Regions from separate parts of the Cricetulus griseus genome. Here region 1 is linked to region 2. The links are chromatin contacts, called in public Hi-C maps. All regions are on one chromosome and are shown on one strand. The core of a region is the stretch at or near the end of the contact, and the rest is flanking DNA. Distances in the headings are between cores, read along the strand shown.

The links. A called contact is a pair of places that touch in the nucleus more often than the background predicts.
Region 1: a Hi-C map of liver shows a contact between it and region 2, with 3 times the contacts expected there. The contact joins the promoter of LOC100772850 here to the enhancer-like site in region 2. A contact is called at or near these places in 2 of 8 Hi-C or Micro-C datasets (fibroblasts and liver).

The regions. Positions count from the first base shown.
Region 1 is chr2:292,766,674-292,773,708 of CriGri-PICRH-1.0, forward strand. LOC100772850 (centromere protein J) reads left to right here and starts at 2,646. Exons shown (of 11, transcript XM_027400967.1): 1 at 2,646-2,808; 2 at 3,509-3,512; 3 at 6,857-7,035. The coding sequence starts at 2,709.
Region 2 is chr2:292,517,221-292,524,523 of CriGri-PICRH-1.0, forward strand. The region is part of intron 3 of LOC100773612 (ribosomal protein S6 kinase alpha-2); the gene reads left to right. Among named protein-coding and RNA genes, the nearest start is that of Rnaset2, 100 kb to the left of the region's middle. Within about 2 kb of position 2,906, at least 1 of the 6 cell types and tissues checked has open chromatin away from gene starts, as enhancers often do.

The sequences.
Region 1 (7,035 bases), core at 1,396-3,895, 250 kb after region 2:
CTGGCGTCTACTGTTACCTGAGTTCACAGAGAAGTGGGAGTGTCCCAGAGTGCACCTTAATGCATCTCTCATAGACACACAGTTAAGTATTGACGTTCAGAAGTCATGCATGGGCTACTAGGAGATAAAAATCCCAAATCACCTTACCAGTCTGCAGGAATCACATGTAGAACCCTTTCAGTCTTTAGGACCCTCCTTTGTACATTTCCTAGAAAGTGTGTCTGTGCCCCCTTAACAGTCAACTCTGGGACTGACCTTTGCTCCCAGGTAAATGAGAGATATGCAGCCACCTCCTCTATGTATATAAGAACATGAGTGACCAAAAGATGAGTCTGGAATGCAGTAAAGGCATGGGCAGTGTTTCCTCACTCGAGATGCCATTGTTTTCTGCCTATCCCATGTCACAGGCTGAACAGTGTCCCAAGCAGATTCAGGCACTTCCAAGGGGCTTCGCCTTCTGCTGATGTTTGCCCATCAGAGGCAGAAGGCAATGCAGTGTGGCCCTTTTCAGATGTGTACTTGTGACATCCTCCACCCAGCCTGCTCTCAAGCAAGGCAGCAGGTGCAGTGGTGTGTAGCAGTCTGCTGGAGGTGTGGCTCTTTTCCGGCCTCCAAAGTTCTACTCTCTCTCCAGCTGTGAGGCCAGAGGGTTCTGTAGACACACTCACATAGACCCATGCCAGGGATCCCTTGCCAGACAGGAGTACCTCTGACCAGAGCCAGGCACTGGATGTCTCATCATCCAGTGAATACAATCAAAGTCTGGGCACCTGTCTTCTTCTTGCTAAGAAGGACTGGCCCAAGTAGAACTTGATGATTAGAAAGAGAAGCAATTTAAGGTCTCCCAAAGGTAGCACTGTCAATCCCAAAACAGTTAGAACTTGATATGTGCCCAGGATCAGTGTGACCAAGGGTTCCTAGGTATGCAATGACACACTCTTGTAAAAGAAAACAAGCTCCTTCTATTTGCCTTAAAATATTTAACCACTCTAAATACTGTGCTGTGGGTAAGAAGTGAGGGCCAGGGCTTACGGCTGTGCACCGACTTTTTCACTGTTTCTCATCCTTGCACTTAGTCACAAAACCCAGAGGAACTATTTAGCAGAAGAAGCATTCTGTGGAATATTGAAATTTTGCCTTGTGTCTCCTGTTTAGCTTCATAGAGATCATATTCTCCCTGCAAATGTCTCTAAGCAGCTTTGTTTTTATTTTGAAGGAACTTTATAGTTTTTCAAGAACATGTGCTGAGAGAATTGAGTTTTCACTGTTGCCTGTGGAAAACTTGGTATCGTCATCACCAACGGGGCAGACAATCGGGCCCCCTCCCCTTCTCTATGCAGATGGACATGCGCTTACTCTAGCTGCATCATGGGTAATTGCTGTTTAACCTTGTAAAATCCCAAGGCTGCATGGGTCGGCCTGGCCCTTTAAGACAGAGAGTCAGTTTAGAATGGGCAGGTTCCCTGGAGTTCTAAAGCTAGATGTGTGGAGGGCACAGAGAGCTGTTGGGATATGGCCTAGATGAGCAATGTCTTGGCAGAAGCCACCATCTTAGGCTAGGTGAAATGACCCAGGATGCCTTGGGGGGGGCATGGAGGGAGGGTACTCCCTGGAGAGAGGGGTTTAGGTGCCAAAGTTGGGGAGTGTTGAGTCCCTCTGCTGAGAAACCATGGATGCCAGTCCAATTTGGCAGAAAACCATGGGGCCTGGGGCCAGCAAGGATGAGGTGGGCTGCGAATAGCTCTGCTATATAGATGCCTTTGTCTGTCTCTCACTAGGAAACACCTTGTCTCCAGCCAGATTCCCTGTCACTGTGGCTCAGCTTCTCATTTTTTGTTTAAACATATGGCCTAAGTTTGTGAACACAAGTATTTATGTGTAGAAAACAGGAAATGTGTTGCTATATTTATGATTTGGGGTTAGGACATTCCCAAAGGTTCTGCCTGAGAGACCCTGCCATTAACCAGTCCTCAGTTTCTTTCCCAAACCCGCCAGTGGTCACCATCCCCTACACTGGAAAGGGGGTGGGAATTAGCTGTAGTGGGGCTTTGGTGGCCAGTGGGAGGGGAGTTATTTAGTTGCTGGTGCCTGTGTTATCCCATGGAAGGCTGCTCCTCGCTTTTCCTCTCCACTGAGCTGTCTCTTGCTGGGCTCTTCCCCCAAGGCTCCAACTCTAAGGTTTCCATGAACCCCTGCTTCTATGTCATCATTACTTTAGGTTATGGAGTTGTAGGTTGGGGACAGAGGTTTGTCCTGTTGAGAGGCAGTCAAAGGCATTCATAGCAGAGGTCTGATGAAGGACTAAGACTTCCCAGGTGCCCTCTTGAGGCCCTGCTCACCTCAAGGTAATGCTGGTGGTGATCACTCACGTGATCAGGCACCATGCTGACTCCCCAAATCAAAGCATCTCCCACCCACCTTTGGGGACACACCACTTGTAAGTGGCCAGGTCCTTTCCAGTCTGTGGTTTCCAGACATGGAAACCTTTTCTTGGTCAGCTCCAGGTGGAGACTTCCAGGCAGTAGGGTGGGAGACTCAGTGAAGCATGGCTGGGCTTTCTCCATCCTAAGTGGGAGGATTGGAAGACCATCAGCTGATAACCAGAGGGACAGAGATGGGATGCACCAAGAAGCCCCCGTGACCCTTCTCCTTTGCAATCAGAATGCTTACTGGTCACCTCGAGGCTACAGAGTCAGTGAAGTCAAACGATGCTAGAGGACCCGAGTCAGGGAGCAGGGGCCAACCATGAGAAGAAGACCGATGCTACAGCTCAGGGCCCTGGGGAGGGCAGCAAGCCTGAGGAGGTAAGCCAGGCCAAGAAGCAGCATGTCCCTTGGATGGGGAATGGATTGGGTAGAACTCTGCCTCTTGTCTTGAGACCTGCCATTCCTTTCTACAACTCTGGTTGTAGCTCAGTGTGATCTCGCTCTGAGCTGGTCCAGCCTCTGGGATGCCTTTGAGTGACAGGTGAAGAGCTGAGAATACAGAACACCGTGGCTCCCTTCTTCTAGTCCACGAGAAGGTGTCAGGCTTCTGAAAATGCGTCAGATTTTTCAGGACATTTGCAGTCCTTAAATCATGCCAGGAAACTCCCCAATCCTTACAAACACACACACACACACACACACACACACACACACGCACGCACGCACGCACGCACGCACGCACACATGTGCACATTGCTTCCACATATCCAGTCTTTTGTTTTATTTGTTTCATGGGAGGCTGTCACTTCTCTTAGGATCTGACCCTGTTTATTGTCAGAACAAAGCTGCAGCTTCCACTGGGTCAACTGAAGAGGCCCACAGAAAACCTGGGGTGTGAAGATTAAAACTTTCTGATTCCAGTCGCTGTTTGAAAGCTAGCAATACATCAATCACAGTATATCTGAGGGCTCACTGTGGACACTGAGGATATAGTGGCATGACTAACATGACCTTGATATTGACAGTGTTAATTTAGTACTAGGTCCTTACCTAACCATATCTTACATTTTGTCAGTACTGAGTGGGGTATTAGGTTCCTTAGGAGGCCTGCTAATGTCACAGAGCCTATGCTTGGTGGCTGCCACAAGAAACCTGGGGCCTTTTGACTGAATGTGTGAGGATCCCCTTGCAGTAAGGGGCTCAGAGACCATAGGTGAAGTCACCAAGTAGCCCAAGCATGTAGAGGTGGGGGCCTTGGTACATAGCCCTCACAGAGCACGTGAGGAGGGGAGGACATGTTCTTTTCTGTGAGGCACGAGATGACTCTTCAGTGTTTCAGGGATTCTTTTTGTAGAAGATTCATGTTCTAGCTTTCTTCCCAGAAAGCAAAGGTGTGGAGGGGTTAAAGGATGGAGGGGAGGGTTTAATTCTACAAGCAGAACCGACTGCAGTGTGTAGAGGTGGCCCCCGGGGCTCCTCAGGAACAGCATCCCACACTGTGTTAGGTTCCTAATGTATATGGAAGGACAAGATGTGAGCCCCTGGTCAGAGAGGTCACACAGCAAGCACTGTTGAAGATAGGCAGAGGGATATGGGTGTCACTATAACACAGTATCCCACAGAGAACATCAAAAGGTCACGGCACTATGTCATGTAATGAGGAAGTGTTCAGAAAATGGTGTTTTCTGCCGGGCGTTGGTGGCGCACTCCTTTAATCCCAACACTTGGGAGGCAGAGGTAGGGGGATCTCTGTGAGTTCGAGACCAGCCTGGTCTACAAGAGCTAGTTCCAGGACAGCCTCCAAAGCCACAGAGAAACCCTGCCTCAAAAAACAAAAAACAAAAAAAAAAAAAAAAAAAAATGGTGTTTTCACCACGGGGAAGGTGAAGCAGAAGTCACCTTGAGTTATCTCATGAGTTTGGCCCCTGGTCACTGACACGCTGCCCATCCCTCTTCCCAGGTGGGTGGCTTGTTGATGTCAAGGTTTACTAGGGTCTGAGAACTACTGTGGGTTGGAGTTACAGTTTGAATTTCAGATGTCCCCCCCAAAGATCATATGTGCAACACTGATGTCCAGTAGGTGCTGCTATTGGTAGGTGGTGGAGGCTAAGGCTAAGTTAGGTCATTAGGAACATGCCTTTGAAAGAACTAGTGAAGTCCCAGGCCATTCTCTCTCACTCTCTCTCACTCTCTCCCCCTCTGTCTGTCTCCCTCCCTCTCTCCCCTCCCCCCCTCCCCTCTGTCTCCCCCTCTGCCTCCCTTCCTATCTCTCTCCCCCTCTCCCCCTCTCCCCTTCTTGGTTGTCATAAGTGAGTAGTTTTGCTACAGTGCTCTGTCTCGCCACAAGCCCAAAGTGACAGAGCCCAGAAGCTGTGAACTGAAAGTTCTGAAACCAGAAGCCTAAACAAAATTTTCTTCCTTCTAAGTTGGTTCCCTCGGGTCTTTTCTGACAGGGACGGGAATCTGACTGACACAGTTGGTCCTCTGCTAAGAGTTTCTTACAGCACACATGTTCTGGAAAGTTAACACCGTCCTTCACTGGAGATTCAAGGCCCCCAGTTCCATGCGTCCCCTGGGAGCCATGCCTCCTTCTGGAAGACCTGAATTGTAGGTTGCATTTATGACACTTTGTGCACTGGGGGAATAATATCACAGCAATCTCTCATCTAAATATGCGATTCGCATATATTAATAAAAACAGAACTTTTTTAAAAGAACTATTCTATGTGAGAAAAGTATCCAGGGGTTTGATTGGCAGAGATGCACTTCTGGTTTGCCACCATAGTCCTCTGCACCAAATCCTCCGAATCTGGTGTTAGGAGCAAAGTTCCCAGAAAGGGAGAAGAATGTTAAGACCAAAATGCAATCACTTCCCCATTGTCTCCAGAACTGGGAGAGCAAAATGGCCAGAAACTTCTAATGTGTACATTCTCTCTGTAAGATTCAGTCCATCTGATCTGTGGTCCTATTCTTAAAGGTGATCCCTATGGAAGGAAAGAGAAGTGTTCTCCTCACCCTTAAAGGAGGAAAACAACAGGCACACACACACACACTCACACAGCACACACACATATATATACACACTCACACACACATACACCCACACCCTCCACACACACACACCCACACACCCACACATACACCCACCCCCACTCCCCATACACACACACACACATATACACACACACTCACACCCACACATACACTCACACACACCCCACATACACATATACACACACTCTCACATACACACACATACACCCCCCACACACACACACACGTGCACACACACACTCACACACATACACATACTCACACACATACACACACACAAGTGTTCACACACACATATACACACATATATACATACTCACACACATACACAAACACACTCTTACACACACACATATACACACACACACACACACACACACACACACTCACACACACATACACACCCCTCAGGGCCAACGTTTCCCACAGAGGACGTCTATAGAGCTCTGTTGGGACACCTTCTTCAACACTGAGCAAAGTGACAGGACAAAGGACAAGCCTCCGAGAATCTGGGGCAGCAACTGATGGGAAAGCAATCACTATGGGGGAAGGTGTTCCTAGACAGGGCCTTATCAGCCCCAGCAGTATCCCAGGTGATAGTGCTAACTGTTCTGTGATGGGGACAAGTGCCTCTGTCTCCCTGATCTGTCCCTTTGGGCAAAGAGGCAGAAGAGCACTTTTCTCACTTGATTTGTCTCATTCTCCCGTTTGCCATCAGCGCCTCAATCACCAAGCTCAGGAAGCAGGTGGGAGTGGCTTCTGCTGGCGTCTGATGGTACCTGTTGGGTGTATACATTAATACAAACAAATACATGACTTTAAAATTGGCATCAAGTAATAAAGTACCAAATCCCCCTCACAAGTCAGCAGATACAAAACCTAGTGGCATTTTCCAAGTAAAATCCTCCACGCTAGACATTTTCCACTCTTAGATAATAATCTGAGGCCACTTTGTTTCAGCTCTCTAGGGGGAAAGAAACAGGCTCAGAGCAGTTAGGTGGCAAGGAATTAGTGAAGTCAGGACTAGAGTCTGGGTCCCAATCAATTTTGGACTCACGGTGGCAGCTCCTTTTTTTTTTACTGCCCCCAAGGAGAAGGCTGAGGGAGAGAAGTGAAACTCTTTCACAGAAATGTTCTAGCAATGACTATACCTCACCAGCCATTGGAACTAGTTGGAGTGTGTGGAGTAAGTCCTGGTGGACACACTTGGTAATGGTGCACACACTTGGTAATGATGGCTGAAGCTGATTTTTCTCTTTGGAGGTGGATGACATTCCAGAAGTCCACAATCTCTTTTGGGGAGGACTCTGTTTTGGGTGGTTGGCACTTCCTCAGGGAGCCTGAGAAGTGCCTGTCATTCTCTTCCCACCTCAGAGATTGCAGAAGCAGATCTGTGACCTTGCATCAGAGCTCACAAGACAGGCGGCTTGGTGGTGTGCCGCTCACAAAGACCTCCAAAGCCAGATCAACGCTCTGGTTAAGGATAATGAGGAGCTCCGTGAGGAACTGCAGGCTCTGAAGCAGCAGGGCGTGGACTCCGATAAAAGCCCTGTAG
Region 2 (7,303 bases), core at 1,656-4,155:
ATGCCGTAGGCACACAGGGAGGGGACAGGGTGCTGGTCAAGTTGGATGCCCTACTACACGCTCCCCCGCCCCAGGTTTTCTTCTCTCTATCCTGGTTTTTTCATCTACAAATTGCTTTGCTAGATTTGTTAAGTTTCATTACATTTTTGCTCCCCCCTCACGTCCGTGTGTGTGTGTCTGTGTGCTGTGGTACATGTGTGGAGGTCAGAGGGTAACCCTGTTTGAAGTAGGATTTCTTCATTGGTCATTGCTGTAAATGCGAGACTAGCTGGCATTTGGGCTTCCAGGGAGTCTGCTGCTCTGCCTTGCCTATCATGTAGGAGCACCGGGCCTGCTACCATGTCTCACTTTATGTGGGTTTGGGGATTTGAACTCATGTGCTCACACTTTTACATCAAATGTTTCACACACTGATCCATTTCCTTGGACTTCCATTCCTAAGCCTCTTAGAAGTGTTAACTCATTGGCCAGTCACTGCCGCACATGGCAGTAGTTACAGATGTCAGTGTCCCCAGAGCCAGGGTGTGGCTTGGAATTTGAACCACTCGGTCTGGCCTCAGTATCTTCACTCTGAACACGGTACTGTCATATAGGTATTCACTGGAATCCAAGATAAACCCCTGCCATCCGTTTTGGGAAAATAAATAGCATTTAACTTTTCTCCATGTAGCTGTTCGAGAACCGAGAAAGAGTTTAACATTGCTCTTGGTCTTGCATGCTCAATGCTGAGCAAATGCCGCCTAACAAGACTGCTAAATCCAGACAGAAACTTTGAGCAAGGAGTGTGACTCTCCCCACTGCCCTGATTTGCTCCTGGAACTCTGAAGGAGTGGATCCCCAACATTTTCTGAATATAAGATTCCTGCTTGAAGTAATAGTCACAGAAAATCAAGACCCATGTCCCTCGGGTTTTATCTTTGGTATTCAATCACTGGGAAGAGCTGTGTGAGCCCATTGATACCTCTGTGCCATGGCTCCACCACCCCAACATGCCTGAAACAGCAGCTTATACAGAGGAAAGAGTTATTTGTCTCACACTTGCACAGTTTCCCGTTCCTCACTGGGCAGATGTGCTGCTTCTAGGTCTTGGGTGAGGGCTCCTCATGACCTTCTGAAGGCATGGTATAGCAAAATAAGAGAGGATAAAAGACCAGTATCCCACATCCTTTGAGCAATGCTACAAATGACCCCAAGACCCCCCTCTAGGCCATACCTCTTAAAGGCTCCAATAGTGCTTCAGGCTATGTGCCAACTCTTCAACACTTGAAGGACATTTAAGATCCCAGTTGTAGTCCTTCTACATAATTTATGTGTGCATGTGGGTAGGTGGGGGTTAAGTATGCACTCCTGTGGGTGTGCATGTGTGTTACATGCATGTGTGTTATATGCACATGTGCTACATGCATTTGTGTTGCGTGCATGTGTGTTACATGCATGTGGAAACCAGTGGTAGCTGTTGAGTGTCTTCCTCCATTGCTCTTTACCTTCCTTTTTGAAGGAAGGCCCTTCACTGAAGAACCTGGAGTTCATCTACACTGATTGGCCAGTGAGCTCTGGGAAGCCACCTGACAGTCCACTTCCACCCCTACTCTGTGCTGGGATTCTATAAGCTCGTGGCTGTGACCATTTTTATGTTTGGGGGCACATCTGAACGTAGATCCCCATGCTTGCACAGCAGGCACTCCACTGACAGAGTCATCTCCGAAGACCCTCTTCTAAACAGTGTTATTCATGATGTCGTACTCGTCGATCGCCCATACGCATGTGGAGTAGCATCTGTCCAGCTGTAGAAAGAGGCCAGGCATCTGAATCTATACATTTACTGTGGAAGCCACTCCCTCCCACACTTCCTGCTGGCCCAGGCTCCTCTTGTAACTGTTTCTCCACCTGCAGCCAGAGTGGACAGAGGTGAAGACATTTCCAGAAGAGCCAGACTGGGGAGTTCTGTGAGTCCTCCTCAGAGCTGATGACTTACCTGTGAATGGAGCTGCTTGGGCTTTCCCAGAGACCCAGAGCATCCTCAGAGGCTGGAGCGGTGGGGGTATGGTGGGCCCTCACCCCCATGCCTTCTGGAGTTGACCCCCCGTGACTTTAGACTAGTTCTTCTGGGAAGCTAGAGCCCATTCCACAGTATGCTTTCACTCATACAACAACTCAGCTGTGCCTGCATCATGTGTAGGGACCATGCAGAGTATTAGCACTGAGGCCGTTGCATGCTCTCCTCCCTCTCCCATGGGAGTGGGCATGCACATATGGACACACATCTGGGGCACGTATACACATACTTGGAGCCCCTGGAGGATGCTGAGGTCTAGACTAACTGCTGAAGTGCCAAGGAACAGTGGCTATAAAAATGCATTTGAGATTAAATGCAGTGGAATGTGGGAATGAGTGGGGCCGGAGACAGAAAAGTGTGGGAAAGAGAATTCTACTTCCACTTCGTAGGTGACTTCTTTGACCCTCAGTTTCTCTTCTGTGCTCCCAGCTTGTTGATCTCAAAGGCTTAGTCAGGGGCCTCAGTCCAGAGGAGACAGGCTGTGCATTTCTGTGAGGACTGCTGATAGAAGGCACCAGGTCTTAGCACATCAGACAGATTTCCTGTCACACTGTCAGGAGGTTTCCCGACAGGCCTCCACCAGGGCTCTCTCCTCAGCAGCTCTGCAGGGAGAGGAGTCCACCTGGAAACACTCCTGCCCTAAGATCCTGTGTCCTTGTCCTGACATGGGGCAGCTACACGATGCACAGAGGTGACAGGCTTCACTTCCATCCCTGCTGATAGTGGGGAGGGCACGACATATGGTGTCCTTCCTTGTCTTGTGCTGAGTGGGTCTGAGATGAGTAAACACAGTGCTGCATGTAGCAGAGGAAGACACGATGCTCAAGACTGACCTCACGATGGTGGGAAGGGAACAGGAAGCAATGCTGTCACAGCCCTGGGCGTTGGTTCTTTGGATGTGACTGTGTGACCTCTGATTACTGTTGCTGGAGTGGTGCCCATGTGGCAAGGGTAGCATTTCCTCAAGGCGTGACCAACAAACAGAGAACTGCTTCTCAAAATCATTTCTTTAAATATTCAGTTGGATATGAATAAGCCAAGGTTGTTATGGCGATCCCCCATGGTACTCAATGAAGGCAGTTCTTGTCACAGTCACCATGACAACATCCAATCTACAACTTACATGCATCTGCAATTACATTCCATTAAAAATGAAAGGTTTCTGTTACTGCACTCCAACCTGACATGACCACCATTTCCCCAGAGATCAAAGCCCTGGTCTGCTGGCGAATGCACTTTCAAAGGGACCAAGTCCCGGGTAATTGCTTTTTAATTCTTGTGGAAGTTTGAATGCAATTACATTTAGGATTGCTCAAACCACAATTATAAAATGTAGTGATTTTAGGTTAGGGTTATTCAGTCCCGCTCCCCAGACCTCCATCAAGCCCTCTCCTTTTATACCAACTCCATACTCAGCTATGTGGCCATCAAGGGCAAGTGTGACAGAACCTCCAATGAGGGGGCTCCTTCTCGTTTCCCAGGCCAACAGCATGTCAGGCTGGGTCATTTGTGAGCTTTGCTGTGTTGGCTCACCTGCACTGACCTCTCAGTGCTGAGTAAGGTGGAACTCAGTCTGTTTGCAGAAGGCTAACAGAGCCTGGGAGAATTTATCTTTGATATTGTTAGATGTGTCTTTTCCCTTGTAGGGCCCCTTCTTTGGGGCAATAGACCATGCACCCTTGGAAGAAGGTATGTAAACAACTCAAAGGCTTAATTCTATTATGTGCCGAAGGGAAACTGAGAAAAATGTTTGCTCCTCAATAATTACCTTTGATTCCAAGCAGCCAGTCCTGAATGACAATGATATAATGATAGGGGTCAAGCTAGGATCTTTTCCTTGCACAAGATAAGTGTCTTGTGCAGGGCTTGAACGGGGGGGGGGGGGGGGAGGGGGGGGGGGGGTCTGGTGAGTGAAAATAAAACCTGCATTTTTAAAATTTAAATTAGAAACAAGCTTCTTTTACATGTCAATCTCAGTTCCCTCTCCCTCCCCTCCTCCCCTGCCCCCCACCGACCCCCTATCCCAACCCCTTTCTGTTCCCCAGGGAGGGTGAGGGCTTCCAGGGGGATCTTCAAAGCCTGTCATATCATTTGGGGCAGGGCCTAGACCCTCCCCAGTGTGTCTAGGCTGAGAGAGAATCCCTCTATGTGGAGTGGGCTCCAAAAGTCCATTTGTGGACTAGGGGTAAATACTGATCCTCTACCAGTGGCCCCATAGACCTCCAAACTGACGTCCTCCTTCAGGGGGTCTGGAACAGTCCTATGCTGGTTTCCCAGCTATCAGTCTGGGGTCCATGAGCTCCCCCTTGTTCAGGTCAGCTGTTTCTGTATAAACCCTGCATTTTTATTTGCATGCACTTGAAACCATTCCAGAGGTTCCCCACTCTTCCTCACCTCAGTCAAAATCCAGTAAAATATACTTATGTTTCAAGCGAGTCTGGTCATTGTGGATTAAAATAATTAAAACAAACTTGTTCATTAAGGCCACATGAATCCAAGTTTGCAGGGAAACATTTTATTTTGTCATCGGTGGGATACCCCACAGGACCGTGCAGAAGCCTCACCATTCCCTTCACAATGTTACCAGTAGTCAACACAGTGGCTGGGTGCAGAGAAAGGCAGGGCTGGGCAGGAGGCCACAGTTACTGTGGAGCTGTGTTCCCATTTAGCAGTAGAGTGGGTGAGAAGTTCTTCCTGCTAAGACAATGAAGGCCCTACCCAGGGCTTCTGGGGAGGGAGGGATGCAGATCCACTCTGGACGCCAGGAATGGCGAGGGCTTGTTCTCAATGGTCTGCTGGTTTCATAGAAGGAGAAGTAAGACTGAGCTGTTGTCAGTGTTGTCTAGAGCACAGTAAGACAGAGAGAAGAGGTGAATGAGGGAAGGACTGGCAGTGTGGCCCAGGCTGCACATCCACCTTCCTGAGAGGCTGAAGCAGGAGGGCTCCAAGGCAATGCCAGCCTGGACAACTTATCAAGTCCTTGTTTCCAAAATGAAAAGAGGACTGAGATGTAGCTCAGTGGTGGGTATTGCCCAGCCAAGGTTCTAGCTTCAATCTCTTAATATTGACAAAGAGGAGGAGGAGAGTGAAAAGGAGGGGGAGGAGAGGAAGAGAGGAAGAAGAAGGAGGAAGAGAAGGAGGAAGGAAGAGGAGGAGAAGGAAGAAGGAGAAGGAGAAGGAGAAGGAGAAGGAGAAGGAGAAGGAGAAGGAGAAGGAGAAGGAGAAGGAGAAGGAGAAGGAGACAGAAGGGCCAGATGATTGATGAGCATCTGTAATCCCAGGTACTCTGTCTGAGGCAGGAGGATGGTGAATTCAAGGTCAGTTTGGGCTACAGTAAGACCTTGTTACACACACACAAGATAGATATCTAACCAGAGACAAAGACAATGACAATTGTGAGGAAAATAAGAACATTAGCTTCAACTCATTTCCTTGATGTCCCATGTCCCTGTCAACTGCTGGAAGTAATGTTGAAGTTTTCCTCTACCTCCAAAACCAGTCCCAGAACAAGGAGGCTGCAAACATCTCTCTCTCTCTCTCTCTCTCTCTCTCTCTCTCTCTCTCTCTCTCTCTCTCTCTCTCTCTCTCTCTCTGTGTGTGTGTGTGTGTGTGACTCACACTGTGACACAGCCTTGTGCACAGGAGGACCCACCTACAAAAATAAGCTACTGTTTTTATTTACTGTCCTTCAGCTGGGGCTGACACCTGTGCCAAGGCCATAGCAGGGGGAAAAGGAGGGTATTTTTACATGCTGCCAAGGGAGGCTGTCAGCTTGGGGAGGGTCACGGGGCTGCCACTGCAGGTCTCTGACAGTTTTGAACATTGCAATAATTCTTCAGAGCCTTGTCTTTGATGGATTCTGCCAGATGTAGTAGCCCCGTATGGATTGTGAGTAGAATGGGAGCCTGCACTTAGCACACAGGAAGAGTGGTGCCTTGGGGCTGATTGCTGTTTCCTATCTTCTGGAGTTGACAGAGCTGGGTTTTGTCTGCAGCCACCCAGCTGATGCCTAGGAGGTGGACGCCTCCTCTGATGGCCTTGGTGGCTGCTGAAGAGGGCTGAGGGTGGAGGGAAGGAGATGACCTGGGTTGCCGCCAATGCGGGGGACGCGCTGGCGCAGCACTGAGGGAGATGATAAAAGAAGAAGTGGCTGTTCGGCGGGCAGAATGGCTCCCGTGTCTGTGGGCAGTGAGAGATGATCAGGCTGTCACACAGGAAACTGCAGAAACTGTTCCTCAAAAAGGTAAGGGGGCACCTGATGATGGGAATGGAAAGGGTGGAACTGGAAATTGACCTCACCTTTGGGAATCATCAGGGAACAGAGCTTGCCATCGAGGGCTAAGGGAAAGGAAACGTTACTTCCTGTGGCAGAATGAAATTCCACCTTTCATTAAGGAGAAAGATGTCCAGGTGTGAGGTTGTGGGTGGTGCCCAGGTGTGAGGTTGTGGTTGGATGTAAAGCTCTAGGCAGTGCCTGCTGACAGCTGCATCATTACTTTCTTTCTTTCTTTCTTTCTTTCTTTCTTTCTTTCTTTCTTTCTTTCTTTCTTTCTTTTTTTTTCTTTTTTTTTTTTTTTTGGTTTTTCAAGACAGGGTTTCTCTGTGTAGCTTTGGAGCCTATCCTGGCACTCGCTCTGGAGACCAGGCTGGCCTCCAACTCACAGAGATCTCTCTGCCTCTGCCTCCCTAGTGCTGGGATTAAAGGCATGCACCACCAATGCCCGGCTCAGCTGCATCATTTCTAATTCTTTTCACTCTTGAGTTGGAGCTGGAGCAGATCAAACCTCCCCATGTGCAGTTTCACAGTTGAGAGCAAGGGTCCATTCTCAGTTTCTGTAAATGTAGAAGGAAGAACCAGAGAAGATGGTGGGTGGCCCTTATTCAGACTTAATAAATGTAGAGTTTCAAGTGAAGATAATCATCTAAGTAGGTTCTGTTTATCATATGGACTCTTACTCTTCTTTTTAAAAGAAAAGTTGTTGTTAATATGAAAATAAGCCTAGCATAAAACATTCCATTTACCTCTTCCTCTATCCTGCCTGGCATCTCCAGGTGCTCTGCATTATTGCACAGTCATCGAGTTGTTCACCCACATGACTGAGATGCTACCCACTCAGTGAACTTCTCCTTTCATACCCATATCCACCTGTCCCCTTTAAACTTAAATAACCAAACGAATTTCTGTCCTCTTCACATCAGGTCACAACCGGCCTGGGTCTTGTTGAATGGCTCCTCTAGTCTTTTTGC